Linked DNA regions of Mus musculus: region 2 is linked to region 1. A link is a contact called in public HiChIP or PLAC-seq data. All regions are on one chromosome and are shown on one strand. The core of a region is the stretch at or near the end of the contact, and the rest is flanking DNA. Distances in the headings are between cores, read along the strand shown.

Region 1 (3,222 bases), core at 491-2,990:
AAATTCAAGGTCTTACAAGGGAGCAGGAGATGGGCAAATGACTGTTCTGAGTGAATCATATTCTGTAGCAGTGGTGGCTCTCAGCCATTTTTTCTTATTTTTTAAAATACTTATTTATTTAATATACATTCGTACACTATAGTTGTCTTCAGACACACCAGATCTCATTACAGATGGTTGTGAGCCACCCATGTGGTTGCTGGGATTTGAACTCAGGACTTTGGAAGAGCAGTCAGTGCTCTAACCACTGAGCCAGCTCTCAGCCTTCCTAGTGCTCTGACTCTTTAATACAGTTTCATGTTGTGCTGATCCCCAGCCATAAAATTATTTTTGTTGCTACTTCATAACTGTAATTTTGCTACTGTTACGAATTGTAATATAAATACCTTTGTTTTCCAATGGTCTCAATTGAACCCTGTGAAAGGCTTAGTTGACCCCAAAGGCATCACAACCCACACTTTGAGAACCACTGTTCTATAGCGTGGCTCAGAAAGAGACTCCTGTTAGGTGATCCTCACAGGTAAAGATTTTCCCAAATAGTTTCAGTACCCTGGGAAGTTTCTTTAAATCTCTGGGTTTTAGAGTCTGGTGTGATAGTGCATCCCTCTAATCCCAACACTCAGGGGGTTTCAAGTTCTAGGCCATCCTGGACTACATACCAAGATGCTGTCTCCAAAACACAAAACAGAAAACACCTCTGGGTCTCGGTTCTAAGCTATCCTGCAAGAACACGAAAGACCTCTTCCTAGAGGTGAAGATGAAGCATAGTGTGAGTGATGAATCAGCCTCCAAATAATCATTTAATGTCTAAAAAGTCTAGTAGCCAAAGCCAGGTGCGGCAGGGTGGGAGAGGGGTGGAGTAAGCCACTCAAGGGGTTTCAGGATGTCAGTCTGTCCATACCTTAGCTTTGTGACCTTGTGCAAGTCCCTGGATTTCTCCAAGTTTTGGTGGCTCCATATGCAAAGTGAGATAACACACTTGTACTCCATCAAGGTAACTTTACCAATAACACCCAGAGTGTGACCAGCGTAGCAAGAACTAGAGAGTACACGTAGAGACACTTATATTGCGAATACGCTGACTTCTGCGCGTGTTGGGAAGAGGGGAATCCTGAATCAGGCTGACCAGCAGCCGGTGGCTACTCAGTCTGAGAAACTGTTTCTTGTGAGAGGTGACAGTGACAGTGAAAAAAGTGGTGGGTGGCTTGGCAAGTGAAGGGGTTGCTCCCAAGGCTAGGAATCTCAGGTCCATACCTGGGACCCACGTGGTGGAAGAAAGAAAACTGACTCCTGCCTTCTAAGTTATACATGCACACTGTGACATGTGTGAAAGAGAGCGTGCGCTCGAGCACACACACACACACACACACACACACACACTCTCTCTCTCTCTCTCTCTCTCTCTCTCTCTCTCTCTCTCACACACACACACACACACACACACAAATAAAACCTAAAAGGTTGGCTGACAGGGTTCTACATAGTGAGCTCCAGGCCAACCAGGACTAGAAGAGACCCCCAAAAAAAAAAAGTTTGGCTGGCAGGATCAGGCTTGGGTGACAGAACCAGGGAGGTTAGCGTGTGGTTCATGCTCCTTACTGGAGGAGGCTGCTTCATGGGAAACAGAGGTCCCAGACAGCAGGAACTTAATTCCCTCAGGCATGTAGGCCTCTCAGCCTGGGCCAGTCCTGTTAGCAACCTCCCAGCTGCTTGGTAGCCTGGTTGGTCCCCTGACCTTCCTATGCAAGACAGCCCGGTGGCCATGCTGGGTTGCCACGGTAACTGGCAGCCTCCCAGCTGAGTTGCCTGGGTAACCAGTTGGCTGGTATTTGGGGGAGGGGGTACTGAGCTAGGGAGAAAAAAAAATCAACCTCAAAAGAGATGGAGAAGGATATAGGGTGGGACAAAGAGGAAGATGGGTGTGCCCAGCCTTCTTTTTCCTTTAGGGAATTGGAAAATCCTGAGAAAGGCAAAAACAGGATGCTGTGTTGTCTCTGCCCTCACATGTATGTTCCCACATGTGTATGAGTTTCCTGGCAAGGGCCATACAAACACAGGTCTCAGTCCTAGCTCTTCTTTCCCCACCCCTTCATCTGTAAAACAGAGGGGCTGATGGGAGTCCGCATAACTACTCAGTCTGCAGTGGAGGGGCTGATGGGAATCCCCACCATCTGTCCATGGTGGGTCCCCTCTTTTTCCACCTTAATCTTTTTCATTGGTGGATACTTCCTAGACTGTCACCTGCTTTCCTGGTCTGAGCCTAGTTTGGTGGTAGAGCCTGGGATCGGGGCTGGCACTTGGGAGATGTGACTCCTAACTCCTAAGGAGCTTAGCATTCCAATCTGCTGAGGACAGAGAGCAAGTCACACAGGTGAGAACTCTGAACACAGTTAAGGAAGTCTGAAAGGTGCCGCCTAATGGGATGTTGCTGAGAAGCCGATATGAGATTTATCCTTCTCTAATAACAAGCATGCTACCTTCACTTGCCACAGCTTCCTGCTCTATTCCAGGAAGGCTCCCCACACCGTTTTCTAAATATAGCCTTGACCCTTCTCTTGATTTCACACCCACTGGTGAGTCACCACATGGAGTTTGAGAAACACAGAGAGGCTGCAAGGAACCCCAGGCTCTCTCTTACGTTCCACACCGAGTATTGCCTGTCCGGACCTTGCGGCTCCTATCTGTGAGGTTAACCAAGGGTCAGCGGTCACTCTATCTGCTACGGTCACAGAGGCATGTCCCCAACTTGGGACCTCAACAGGTATATTGCTCAGGTTCACAGTCTATTCTTTGTCTATTGTCTTTGTTAGGTTTCTATTGCTGTGAAGAGACACCATGACCATAGTAACTCCTCCTTCTCTTCCTCCTCCTCGTCCTCGTCTCCTTCTCCTTCTCCCTTTTCTTTTCTTCTTCTTTTTCTTTATCGAGACAGGGTTTCTCTGTCCTGGAACTCACTCTGTAGATCAGTCTGGCCTCCAACTCAGAAATCCACCTGCCTCTGCCTCCCAAGTGCTGGGATTAAAGGCATACGTCATCACTGCCCGACCACCACAGCAACTCTTAAAAAGGAAAACATTTGATTGGGGCAGGCTTACAGTTCAGAGGTTTAGTTCATTATCATCATGGTAGGAAGCATGGCAGCATGCAGGCAAATATGGTGCTGAAGAAGGAGCTGAGAGTTCTACCTCTGGATCAGCAGGCAACAGGAAGAGAGAGTGACAC
Region 2 (3,222 bases), core at 245-2,744, 300 kb after region 1:
GCAAGTTGTCGTAGGAAGCTAGAGACCTCAAAGGGGTTGAGCCACATAGAAAATGACCTGAATATGACAATATCCATAGCAGTTAGGTAACGTGAGGCTGCATTAAAGCCCACAGTGAAGCCATACATAATGAATCCCAAGAGACTTGTGTCACTCTCTTCATTGGCAGAGTAGCCATGAGAAAGGAGCGCCTGGGTCAGAATTCCAGGTCAGAGTTTCTGACCACAGAGAGGCTAACACAGTGGGATGTGACTTGGGCAGTCTTGAGCAAAGTCTGGCTGGTCTAGGAGGGGCCAGTATCCTACAACCATGCTTTCCTAAGACTAGAGTTGACTTTGCTGACCCCTTAGGTTTGCTATGGTGTAGCTGGGAAGAGAGGTTGGGAGCTCACAAGGCTAAGGGACAGAAGGGAAGGAAGCTGTGGGTGGGGATCACCGACAGGAGGAGGCAGCAGAGTGGCAGGGTGGGACCCCTTTCTGCTGAAGAGCCAGCAACAGTGAGGCCAAGAATGCCAAGTGGGTCTCTTTAAGGGTTCACTACTTTAGGTAATTGGGTTTCCCAAGTTCTACTTGCCCAGCCCTAATCTCCCACTCTCCATTGTCTTCCACTCTCCGTGGCCCTGGGCAGTCGGAGGGCAGGCGGAAGTGCTGCAAGAGACCCTCTTGGCTTGCTGCCTGGGTCTTCTCCAGCACACACACACACACACACACACACACAAAGCACACAGCCCCGATGGGGCCAGTGCCTTGGGCTTGCAGTGCCTTGGAGCTGGTAGGGCTGGAACTGGGGGAGGAGGAGGGAAGGAAGGAGAGAATCAAACAGAAACCTTCTCATCTTTCTATCAGCAGCCATGCAAGGAATATTGTTCAGCATGGCACAAAAGCGGCACTGAAAATAGCTGCAGCCAGAGCGGGGCTGCCAACCACTGCCTGAGATAACGTCTACTTGGAGACACTGGTGTCTTTGTGGGGCTGTCAGTGTCCCTATTGTTCCCAGAGCCTATTGCCTGGGGAATATTGTTCCCAGCTTTTGTCTCCCTGGTTCACTTTTGTTTGCCTTTACTTACCGTTTCATTCCGCGCCCCTTTGTGCCTCCCATTCCCTCCTTTGTCTGCCCTCTCTAAGCTGCCTGGGGCTGTGGATTGGTGCCCAGGGAGACAATAGGCCCGGCCCCCTCCCAGCCTGCAACCCCACCCCAGCCCAGCTCCTTTCTGCCTCTGTCTCTCCCTAGGGCACCCGAGATGTTCCAAAGGCGAGGCCTCCAGGGAGGGTGGGGTCCAGGCAGCCCACCCCCTACTGGGAACAGAAAGAACCACTCATGGGATATTCGGTTCCAGGGAAAGTCTGAAATGCCTGGCGGGGGCCCTCTCCCAGGATCGCCTATTTTCTTTTTCAAACAAAATAGGTTTTCAGAGCAGCGAAAGGAATAGAGCTCCCCCGCGCTCTTCCTCAGCCCGCTTTCAAGCGCCCCTTTCTGGCGACCAGGGCGCTCGTTTTTCTTGTGCCAGTCGCCCTGATCAAAGCCACTTGTGTTTATTTGCACATTGGAATCCTCCGGCCTCCTGTGACCCGACCCCGCAAGGCGAGCCGTAGGGAAGGGGCCGGGTCCCCCCAGGGTCAGAGGAGCTGGACTGGACGTTGAGTTGGGGGTGGGCAAGAGCAGAATAGCCCCTGGGACGAAGGGGATTTAGTAGGCAGCGGGGGCCACTTTAAGCCTGCGGGAGGCACGGCAGGTGTCCAGCTACAGCCCTGAGACTCAGAGGTTCAGCTAGAAGAAGAAAGGCTGCAGGCTGTGCCCCTAAGTGTGGGACCCTGCGCTCTGGCCAATGCTTTAACAGGAGACCAGCCAGGACTAGAGCCAGCCCCGCAGCCGGAGGCGACTCCGCCCTTTCATTGTTCCTGTCCCAAGGACAATGGGCAAAGCCTCTGGAGAGTCTTTGTTTCAGGAGATGGAAATTGGGTAGGGGATTTCCGGAAAGTCTGACTGGAAGCTAAGCTTGGCTGCTCAGAGCTCGGGGAGGAAGGGGAACAGGAAGGGGAGGGTGCAGTCTGGGGTTAGGGGAAGCTACTAGGAGAGGCCCAGAGGACAGCCAGGTCCTCTCAAATCCCAGACTGCTTTTGATTCCTGCTTTGTCCTGTGCCTACCTCACTTCGCCAGCCATGACTGGCAGGATTCTTAGACTCCAGCAAAAAAGAAGCCCGAAGTACCCGTGCCTACTTTGAAGGCAGGGGTGGAGTGGAATCTGGGTTGTAACCTTGGTGGCCAGTAAGAGTCCCAGTCGAACCAGGGAGGGCATGGTGGCTGGACTCTCCCTTGGCACTTCCAGGAGAGCCGTATACAAAAGTTTATACAGGAAACCCTAAAGCAGGGGGACATGGGAAGGATACAGGGACACATCAGAGGTCTTAAGTCCATTTCTGGGCCCTTCATCAGCTTCCCCACCCCACAACTCAAAATGGTGTGTGTCTTCAGACATGTGGGTGTGACACCCCCTGCCCAATCTGGCCTGTGTGTGAAACTACTGGGCATATACCCTTTGTCCCCTGCCCACACATCAGTGAAACCGGAGTTCCTCAGGGACAGACCCATTGTCCATAGGGCTCACTACAGGTGACCAGTGCTAGGACTCCATAGTCCAGGAAATGAAGAGTTGAGTTAACTGACAATCACTCCTGCCAAGTCTTCAATGGCATTTCAAGTTTGACATAGTCAATGATTTTGATGTTTAGTGTTTTATCCATTTTACAGCTACTGATTTGATCTCTGGAAATAGCCACTGGCCAAGAAAATCAAAGCATCTAACTAGAACAAAGTTGAGAAGTGGGAAGTGAGCTGGTAGTGGAGGCCACAGCGGGTCGGAAGCTCTGTTGTAAGGCAACATCTGGGGTGGGGAGCATGGCTCAGAGGTGGAAAGTAGTCCAGTGTGCACAAAGCTCTGGGCTCGGTCCCCAGCAGCGAATAAACCCTGGAAGCACACATCTATCATCCCAACACTTGGGAGGTAGAAGGAGGAGCATTAGGAGTTAAAGGTCATTTTTGGCTCCATCTCAAAGCCAACCTGGATTACATGAAACCTTGTCTCAAAGGTGGTGGGGAAGGCAGTATACTACTGGGCACGGTGATGGACTCTCTCTCTCTCTCTTTCACACACACACACACACACACACACACACACACACACACACACACACACACACACGAGAAGCCTAGGCAAGAAGATCA

What was found. HiChIP or PLAC-seq counts read pairs in DNA pulled down with a chosen protein or histone mark.
Region 2: an HNF4G HiChIP or PLAC-seq map of pancreatic cancer cells shows a contact between it and region 1. The contact joins two enhancer-like sites. A contact is called at or near these places in 2 of 484 Hi-C or Micro-C datasets (embryonic stem cells and gonadal supporting cells), 4 of 115 datasets of contacts at active chromatin or transcription factors (embryonic midbrain, embryonic stem cells and pancreatic cancer cells) and 2 of 9 other capture datasets (embryonic tail and embryonic trunk).

The regions. Positions count from the first base shown.
Region 1 is chr1:133,186,396-133,189,617 of GRCm38.p6, forward strand. It overlaps a transcript of Plekha6 not described here. Among named protein-coding and RNA genes, the nearest start is that of Gm51648, 26 kb to the right of the region's middle. RefSeq lists an enhancer at 1-3,098. Within about 2 kb of position 1,741, at least 105 of the 459 cell types and tissues checked have an H3K27ac peak or open chromatin away from gene starts, as enhancers often do. A contact at or near this core is called in pancreatic cancer cells, where this site is marked.
Region 2 is chr1:133,491,632-133,494,853 of GRCm38.p6, forward strand. No RefSeq gene overlaps it. Among named protein-coding and RNA genes, the nearest start is that of Sox13, 69 kb to the left of the region's middle. RefSeq lists an enhancer at 238-2,430. Within about 2 kb of position 1,495, at least 188 of the 459 cell types and tissues checked have an H3K27ac peak or open chromatin away from gene starts, as enhancers often do. A contact at or near this core is called in pancreatic cancer cells, where this site is marked.